Regions from separate parts of the Ovis aries genome. Here regions 2 and 3 are each linked to region 1. The links are chromatin contacts, called in public Hi-C maps. All regions are on one chromosome and are shown on one strand. The core of a region is the stretch at or near the end of the contact, and the rest is flanking DNA. Distances in the headings are between cores, read along the strand shown.

Evidence for each region. A called contact is a pair of places that touch in the nucleus more often than the background predicts.
Region 2: a Hi-C map of muscle shows a contact between it and region 1, with 5 times the contacts expected there. The contact joins the promoter of PLIN3 here to the enhancer-like site in region 1. A contact is called at or near these places in 10 of 16 Hi-C or Micro-C datasets (blood, hypothalamus, liver and 4 more).
Region 3: a Hi-C map of hypothalamus shows a contact between it and region 1, with 4 times the contacts expected there. The contact joins the promoter of ARRDC5 here to the enhancer-like site in region 1. A contact is called at or near these places in 4 of 16 Hi-C or Micro-C datasets (blood, hypothalamus, muscle and 1 more).

What each region holds. Positions count from the first base shown.
Region 1 is chr5:16,996,575-16,999,652 of ARS-UI_Ramb_v3.0, reverse strand. It overlaps KDM4B (lysine demethylase 4B), which reads left to right. Exons shown (of 23, transcript XM_042250113.1): 2 at 2,630-2,795. The coding sequence starts at 2,655. Among named protein-coding and RNA genes, the nearest start is that of KDM4B, 34 kb to the left of the region's middle. Within about 2 kb of position 1,607, at least 13 of the 54 cell types and tissues checked have an H3K27ac peak or open chromatin away from gene starts, as enhancers often do. A contact at or near this core is called in hypothalamus and muscle, where this site is marked.
Region 2 is chr5:17,108,477-17,111,554 of ARS-UI_Ramb_v3.0, reverse strand. PLIN3 (perilipin 3) reads right to left here and starts at 1,682. Exons shown (of 7, transcript XM_042250118.1): 1 at 1,618-1,682.
Region 3 is chr5:17,069,698-17,072,775 of ARS-UI_Ramb_v3.0, reverse strand. It overlaps ARRDC5 (arrestin domain containing 5), which reads right to left and starts at 1,577. Exons shown (of 5, transcript XM_015095879.4): 1 at 1,083-1,577. The region is part of intron 2 of UHRF1 (ubiquitin like with PHD and ring finger domains 1); the gene reads left to right.

The sequences.
Region 1 (3,078 bases), core at 358-2,857:
TCGTGTTCTTGCCTGGAGAATCCCAGGGACAACGGAGCCTGGTGGGCTGCCGTCTATGGGGTTGCACAGAGTTGGACACAACTGACGAGGCTTAGCAGCAGCAGCAGCTTTATTGAGATTGACTCCACCCACCAGCCAGTTCCTCCATTTAAAATATATAATTTTGACGTGTGTGTTCAGAGTCCTGCAGCCGTTGCCACAGTTGACTGGGGAACGTTTCCATCGCTCCCTACAGAAACCCGACCTTGGCCTCTGGGGCCCTTCTGGGTCTGCTCCATCCCACTGTGGCAGGTGTCAGGGCTTCCTTTCATTCCGTGGCTGAGCCACGCTCCCAACGTGCCGCTGAGTGGAGGGGCTTGGTTTGTGTACCTTCATTTGCTGATGGACACTCGAGGTGCTTCCAACTTTTGGCTGCTGTGAGTCGTGCTGCTGTGGACATCTGTGTATAAGTTTTTGTGTGGACAGATGTTTCTTGGGTGGGTACTTAGTGGTAGGATTGCTGACTTGTGCGGTCAGTGCCACATTTAACTTCGGGGAACTGCCGGGCTGTTTTCCCCAGCGGCAGGCCAGCTGGGAGTCGGGCTTCCTGTTTCTGCGCCTCCTCGCCTGCCCTTGTCATTACCTGCTTTCTCACTCTGGCTGCTGAGGGCAAGGTGTATCTCTCTGTGGTTTCCATTTGCTTTTCCCTGGTGGCTGACCGCCTCGAGCATCTTTCCATGCGCTTATTGGCCATCTGTGTCTCTTTGGAAAAATGTCTGTTCGAGTCCTTTGCCCACTGTTTAATTGTGCTGCTTGTCTGTTCACGACTGAGTCGTTAGAACCCCGCTTGTCTTGCCACGGCATGGTCTGGTCAAGAGTGTGTCCGTCTTTCTGGACTGTTCTGTGAGTTCCCTCATGGGGGGTCCTCGGTCCCCCTGTGTTCCCAGAAGGTTGGCCCAGGGCTGGATTTCAGTCAGATTCCTTTTGTTATCTTTTTAAGTAAGCACGTGTTTGATTTTCATTTGCCCTCCTTTAAAGAAACGTGCCACGGGTTATGGAGTATTGGGATTATAAACTGTTTTAATTTTCTTTTTCATATTTACTTACTGAAAGCTTCATTGCAAAGGGCACGAATAAGAGGAAAAACCTCACACTCGCCTCCCTGCTGAGCTGAACCTACATGGCGGTGGCGGGTGGAGAAGCCGGGGCTCTTGCTGGGTGCAGCTGTAGGAAGCTCCACCTGCTCGCATCCCCGCCCCTTGATGGGAAAGTGGAGGGCGCTTGGGTGGGCAGGACCCTGGGGCCACCCCACCCTGCGCAGGACAGGCTGGTCTTGAGGGGAGACAGGTGTCCTGCTTGGGCTCATCTCCCACCAACAATGTGGGGCAGGGATGGGGGGCAGTCCCTGAGGAAGGGTGGGCTCCCCGCTTGGTGATACAGTGGTGACCCTGTGTGTGCCAGGACCCCCAGAGCCTGTACCAGTTCTGCCAGCCGTGAGTGTGACCGTCACAGCGGGGCCTTGCCTGCCGCCCCCGCCCCTGCCCTGTACGCCCAAGTGTAGCGTGGGGTGGCCCAGGGCCCAGCCTGGTTCCAAGGAGCTGCCTGGCTTGGCGGCTGTTCCTGGGCCTGTGGTGCCCTCTAGTGCCCACTGTGGGGAGTGTATTTGGAGAGCTGGTGGCTGTGACTTGGTGAATGGACACCGCCTGCCACTTTCCAGACAGGCAGGAGTCCTGCCCTTCTCACCCCCCCCCCCCCCCCCCCGCCCCTACTCACTTTGTGGGAGTGTGGGCTTGGTGAGTTTTCCTCTGAGTTCTGGGTGTGCGTGCACTGGGGTTCCTACCTTGTCCACATCCTGGAGCGAGTCTGGTTTTCTCTTCTTCGGAGAATTTAATCTGCCAACAGGGACCCTCCCCCTTTGTGTATCCCTCAAGTGTCTCCCTGACTAGAATGGGCCACAGCCTCCCTGCTGGTCCCTGTGACTCTCAAAACAGGATGGGCCTCTCTAGCCTGCAGCCTTGTCACCTGGAGGAGGTCCTCCCACCCCACTGACTCTCCCCCTCTATGCCACGTGGTCCAGGCTTGGCTGTAGCCCGGGGTGATGGGGCTCTGCTCTCCTGGTTTCGGGTCCTGCCTTGTGCAGCCTGTGGGTCGCTTGCATGGGTCGCTGGGGCCTGGGCTCCCTGACAGCAGCTGGCCCATTGCTTGAGGGACCCAGGCGCTGCTTGCCTGCTTGCCTCCTTGCCCATGGTGGCCCTGCCTGAGGAGGGCTTCCCTATTCAGGAAACACACACATATGACCTTACTCCCTTTTCCAGTCTGCCCCATGCCGCTGCCCCTGGATTCCAGCTCCATGATCAATGTCAGTGAATCTGGACATGGCCCTGATATGAAAAGATTTTTATTTCCAGGGCCCCTTGTTTGAAATGGGGGCTCAGGCCTCCAGCATCGCAGGGGCTCTTAGGACGAGTCATCTCTCTTTGTAATTAATTGAAGTCATTTGGTCTTTTGTGTGGGAGATGAAGCAGCCCTGGCTCCCCTGGGCCCCATTCAGCTGCACAGCCTCTGTCCTTGGGTAGGGTGCTTTGGGCCCTTGTGGGGGCCAGGGGGCCGGCTGGCAATGGTGGTGCTGACGTCCTCTGTCTCTTCACAGGTGTGGCCATCCCCCCGCCGCAGCCATGGGGTCTGAGGATCATGGGGCCCAGAACCCAAGCTGTAAGATCATGACGTTCCGCCCAACCATGGAGGAGTTCAAGGACTTCAACAAATATGTGGCCTACATTGAGTCCCAGGGGGCCCACCGGGCGGGCCTGGCCAAGGTGAGTGACCCCTGGCCCTGTAGCCATTTTCCATGGCTGCTGCCCTGTACCCACCCCACCCCCGCCCCGGGACTTGGGGCCCATGAGGCACCCATTAATCCGCTCCTTGAGCCCCTTATTTATTAAGGACACCTGTACGTTCTTTCCCCAAGCCCAGCACTGTTTTGGGCACCAGGATCCCCGAGGGCGTGGACACAGGGTGGGACTCAGCGCGTCATGATGGGACCTGCAGCCACCTCACCTCCCTGGGGCTTCGCAGACTTGATGCTGAAGAGGGCTGACT
Region 2 (3,078 bases), core at 433-2,932, 110 kb before region 1:
CCCCAGGGTCATTCTAGAAGCCTCTGGTGAACCCCTGACCTCGAGTCTGAGCATTTTCTTCCAGACATTGTGTTTGCCATTCCCGAAGTGGAACCCAGGCTTCTCAGAACCTGGGAAGTAGGTAAAGACCCTGCCTGCCAAGGCAGGAGACATGAGAGAGGAGGGTTCGAACCCTGGGTCGGGAAGATCCCCTGGAGAAGGAAATGGCAGCCCACTCCAGTATTCCTGCCTGGAGAATCCCATGGAGGGAGGAGCCTGACAGGCTACAGTCCATGGGGTCACAAAGAGTTGGACGTGACTGAAGCGACTTAGCGTGCACACACAAGAGTGGAACCCGGCAAACCCATGTTTTGAGAGCACCAGTTCTGGTGTCCAAACTGGGTTCTAATCCCAGCTCTGCAACTTGCTGGCTGTGGGAGCTTAGGAAGGCAACACCCGTTCTTGGAGCCTCACTTCCCACATCTATGAAATGGAGGTAACCATTCCTAGCACAGAGTCCCTGCGGATTGGAGGAGAGATTGCGCGTGCGCACTTAGCTTGGGACCTGGCATGTAGCAGGCGCTCAGGAAACGGATCCATTTCACACCACTCTGTCTTCCACACAGAAACTGGTGAAACCAGCCAGGATTGAGCTTCTGCTTGGTACAAAGGTCCCCCACAGGGGAAGTGGGGAGAGAAGGCACATCCACCCGGGTGATCATCACCTGACTCCTGTTCTCCCCCTCATCCTCCCCAGAGTCTGAGTTCAGCTGGACGGCACACAGGTCCTCCCTCCCATCCGTTTTGTACATCCAGTCCCTCTGGAATCGGTTTAACCAAGGACGGCCATTGCAGATATCACACCCCCCTGCCCCATAAAAGTCCTTGGGGGTCAGCAACCTGCCTGCAGCGGGCCTCAGCTGTGAGAGCAAGAACTGGCTGAAACTGGAGTCACGCAGCTGTCCAACTGCAGCCAGGATATGCTAAGATCCAACTTCCAGAGTTCTCCCGAGAAGGAACCCAAGCCTTGGCTCTGGTTTTACAAACGTCCCAAGGACTCAGATAAAGGGTAGGCCTTCCCACCGCCACTTTGTGCAATCCACTGGCCACACCACTCAGGAAAAGGGGGCGGGATTGGCCCCAGACCCTCCCAGAGTCAGCTGGGGTGCCAGAAGGAGGGCAAGGGAGGGGCCAAGTCCCCAGGCGGCAAAACCATTTGGAGAGGAAGGGGCTTTGCTAGGCAGAGGGATTGCTCCCCTGGTCGGGGTTGGGGGGGAATTTCTACGCGGAATGGGCTACGGCTTGTCTCCAAAGTGCGTCAGCAATGCAGGAGGATGTGGTTTGGGACGGGGAACTTGGACCCCCGCCCCATGCTGCCACTTCTAGGGTGTTCTTTCGTGCACCTCCCCCCCCGCCAAAGTCCTAGATATTGAGAGAAGAAAGTCTGAACGTCGAAGCCTGTTCCAGAAGTTTAATTTCTCTGAGGAGGGAAGAGTGCTCAGTCCAGGCTGACCCCTCTCCAGGCCGCGGAGACAAGCAGAGTCCCCAGGAAGGCCCTCCCTGTCCCTACCTCCCTTAGGGCACCCCAGGACTCAGCGGACCCTGCCCCCACCTCAATCGGGGCCCCTGGCCTCTCACCGCGGTCAGCGGGACGTCCAGGGCACAGCCGCCACTACTTCAAAGCCAGCTCCAAAACCGTCCTGGGCCGGACCAAGACCAGCGTTTATATTTGGGGGCGGGCGCCCGGGAGTGACGGGTCGGAGGACCAATCTTGTTGGGAGCCGCCTGCCGCCAGGCCACGCCCCTCGCCCGGCTTGGGACGTTGGAGCCACAAGTGAAGTCCAGGAAAGGCTGAACTAGGGCGCCCTCCCAACTGTACACCCAGCTGGCAACACCCGTACGACCCCGGAGCCAGCCCAGGAGAGCCCCTTCCCCGTCTGGGACCCTGGGAACTGGGCGATGGGAGATGATCCTAGGGTCCCCTTTCCTTACCCAATCGAGGCTGTGAGAACTCAGAGATCATTGCGTGAGGCCTCCTTCTGTCAGGCGCCACCACTCCATCCCGACCCCTCCGAACAAGGGTGATGGAGCCGGCCCCATCTAGCATTATGAGCAACTTGCCCTGACCTGTATCGTGCCACTCAGTCCTCACAACACTTGGTGTCCCTTTATCACCTCATTTTACAGCTGAGTAAGCCGAGGGAATACCAGACCACCTGACCTGCCTCTTGAGAAATCTGTATGCAGGTCGGGAAGCAACAGTTAGAACTGAACATGGAACAACAGACTGGTTCCAAATAGGAAAAGGAGTACGTCAAGGCTGTCTACTGTCACCCTGCTTATTTAACTTCTATGCAGAGAAACTTCTATCATGAGAAACGCTGGACTGGAAGAAGCACAAGCTTAAATCAAGATTGCTGGGAGAAGTATCAATCACCTCAGATATGCAGATGACACCACCCTCATGGCAGAAAGTGAAGAGGAACTCAAAAGCCTCTTGATGAAAGTGAAAGTGGAGAGTGAAAAAGTTGGCTTAAAGCTCAACATTCAGAAAACTAAGATCATGGCATCTGGTTCCATCACTTCATGGGAAATAGATGGGAAAACAGTGGACACAAGTGTCAGACTTTATTTTGGGGGGCTCCAAAATCACCGTAGATGGTGATTGCAGCCATGAAATTAAAAGACGCTTACTCCTTGGAAGAAAAGTTATGACCAACCTAGACAGCATATTCAAAAGCAGAGACATTACTTTGCCAGCAAAGGTCCATCTAGTCAAGGCTACGGTTTTTCCAGTGGCCATGTATGGATGTGAGAGTTGGACTATAAAGAAAGCCGAGTGCCAAAGAATTGATGCTTTTGAACTGTGGTGTTGGAGAAGACTCTTGAGAGTCCCTTGGACTGCAAGGAGATCCAACCAGTCCACTCTGAAGGAGATCAGCCCTGGGATTTCTTTGGAAGGAATGATGCTAAAGCTGAAACTCCAGTTCTTTGGCCACGTCATGCGAAGAGTTGACTCATTGGAAAAGACTGATGCTGGGAGGGATTGGGGGCAGGAGGAGAAGGGGACGACAGAGGATGAGACGGCTGGATGGCATC
Region 3 (3,078 bases), core at 328-2,827, 73 kb before region 1:
TCAGGAATTTCCGCCACTCCTGGGCCTCCTCCCTGGCGGAGGCGGTGGGGCTGCCCCTGAATGGGGGTTTGTGCTTTGCGTGGGCTCAGCTGGCCCTGTTCCCTTTCTTCGAGATTCCCCACCACAGCCCCCTGTAGCCCTTGAAAATGCCCCCCACCCCTTGGCTTTATCAGCTGCCCACTTTGGAGATGCTTTCTCTAGTGACACCCCTGGGAGTTTTCATTCTTGGTGTCTTCAGAGGGGACCGCAGGCCAGGCTATGTTGGGGTGTCCCTGAGTGGGAGAAGATGGTCCCACGGAAAGTGTCCTTCCTGTCTGCTGGGGCCACCTTGGAAGGCGAGTGGCCTGTAGGGACCTCGGTGACCTCGGTATAGAGACTACCCAGGAATAAAAGTGTTCCTTTGGGCTCTGACTTTGTTGTTGTCATGTCTTAAACTGGATGCTGCCGCCATCTGGTGTTTAAATTGAAAAATAGATGCTGTCCGCCTGGCCAGGAGTTTTTTTTTTTTTTTTTTTTTTTTTAGGGGCTGGGAGGATCCTGCCTGTCTCCTGGAAATGAGACCTGATGATTAATTTCTTGGGCTCAAGGAGCCCTCTGAGACCTCTCGCCTCCTTCCTGTGGGAGATATGAGGACTCGAATGTCTTAACAATCTGAGTTAACGTGCCCCGCTTGGGGAAGGGAAGCTGGGGAACTTACTCACTGTGGTCATGTGCACTGTGCGGCTGGAGAAAAGGCAGGGCTGGGAGTGGCGCTTCCCTGGGATGCGGTCTCTGGGGAGCGGAGCCTCTTTGCTGCTACCTCCAACAGAGGCTCATTTTTGGGGACGTCCATACTAATTACAGTTTGCCCCCCAGTCTTTGTGTTCAGCAAAAGGTCCTTCTGCTGAATTTCTGAAGACCTCCCATGGGCACGGGCTAAACAGTTCGTGGCATCATGCAAAGGCAGATAGGATCGAATCCTTACATTGAAGGCAGTGACTATTTCTGAATGCCTGCTGTGGGCTTGGGCGCCATGCACTTTAATTTTTACATTCAAAAACATGCAGAGAAGTCGAAAGAGCCATGAACGCCTAAACACCTACCCGTGGCTTTTATCGCTGACATCACACAGCTGTCTTTGCCTCTGTCCGTCCACCAGCCCATCTTATTTTGGGAGATGCATTGCAGAGAAAGTTCCAGTTCATGTCACCAGTAGACCCTCCAGCCGGCCAGTCCTTAAGTACAGTGTTTGTTTGTAGCTCCTGTTTCTTCTGAGGAAATTTGCATACAGTGAGAAATACATCCTAAGCAGATGGTTTGGCATGTTGACCAATGCGTACATTCGTGTAACCAAACCCCTCTCTTCCTGCATGGGCAACATGGCAACTGATCCATACCAAAGTCTTGGTATTGCCTGTGTGAGTTTTAAAGCCTGATGATAAGCAGTGTACCTTTAATCCTTAGGTTTGTTTGTCTGTCTGTCTTCTCATAGTGCCGCTTTTGAAGATCTCAGAAGGTTCCTTGTTCCTGAGTAACCTCCTCTAACCGCTGTTCATCCCTTTCCCCATGCTCAACTGGGCCAATGCGTAGTCAGTTCTGTCTTCCGGGTGAGGAAGCCAGGCCTCAGAGTGATGCAATTTCCCCAGGGTTGCGCGACCAGGAAGTGGCCCGGTCTCAGGGAGGTGTGGACAGTGCCAGGCGAGTGGGGCACAAAGACACCTTGAAGCAAGTTAGGTCTGCAAACAGACTGGGCTAATCACCGTAGGAGGCCGTGCAGCCTCCAGCGGGTGTGAGAGAGCTGTTGTTTTAATAGAACGTTCTAGAGAGTGTCCGAGATTCCTTCCCTCCCCCGCTTTTTTTTAAAGAAACAGGGCGTTGCATGCAGTCCCAAGTCTGCGGTAAGGTCACTCGAGCCAATAAAGCAGAACCAAGCAGAGTCTGTCTTCAGGATATGGGAGGGTCCCGTGGCGAGCTAGCTTAGGCTGAATAGGTTGGCGGTTATGTCGTTTGATTGGCGGAAATGCAGAGAGCTGGATGGGGGAAGGGACCCCGGGCGGCTGGCCCAGCCTGGGCAAGGGTGAGAGGCGTCTGGTGCTTCTTTCTTTGTCTTTTTTTTTGGCTGCCCAGAAAAATCACAATAGCTGTCATTGATGGTGCTGCTAATGGTGCTCAGGCGCAATGCTTGGGCCTAATTGTCCCAAGTGCCTCACCAGTTTTTCTGGCCGGGGACAGTCTGTGCTGTGCAGTCAGATGCGGCTAACTGTGGGCTCACAACATGTACTTGGTGGGATTCAGTGAGGTCACGGATGCGCGGTGGGGGCTGAGCTTCCCTCCTGGTTCACAGTAAAGGGGCGATAAATCATTTAGTGCAGGACCTCCCCTTGGGCACTGCTGACGTCAGGGCCTGATCGTCCTCCATGGGGGATTCATCCCCCAGCAGTATGCGGAGTGGAGCAGCATCTCGGTCCCGCTCACTTGAAGCCAGGAGCACCCCCTTATCCCCCCCGAGTCATAAAGTCCACAGGGTCCCCAGACATTGCCAATTACCCCCTGGGGGCAAAGTTGCTCCCAGCTGAGACGAGAACTAATTATTTAATCGGTGATTTACTATAGGAGGGCTGTCTGAAGGATCAGGTGAAATGGCATCCTGGGAGTGGCCTTCTGAGGGTCACTCTTGTCGCAGTGCCCCGCCAGATGGCCCTGCCCTGCTGGGCCTTCTCTGAAGGTCTGCCCCTTTTCCCAAAGGACAGAGTCATGCGGTAAATTGGACAGCCCCTTGCTGAGACCTGTCCTTCTGGCTACAGGAGGGAAGGTCCCTTCCTTCCTTCTCCCTCTAACACCCTCCCCGCAGCTGGAGACACACCCTTCAGGTTGGGGTTTAGCAAACTCTGTTAAGGACCCAGTGGAAACCATTTGCGGCTGGGCAGTCTGTCCACTCACCTCTGCCATTGAAGCCAGGAATAGATCCAGAGCCCAAAGGAGTGGGCATGTCCTAATTTGAGTCCTGGTAGAACTTTATTTACCAAACGGTTAGTGGGAACTGTCCCGCTGGCTGAGGTGTGGCAGTTACATGCAGGCTTCCTCCCGGGGTGCAGATCC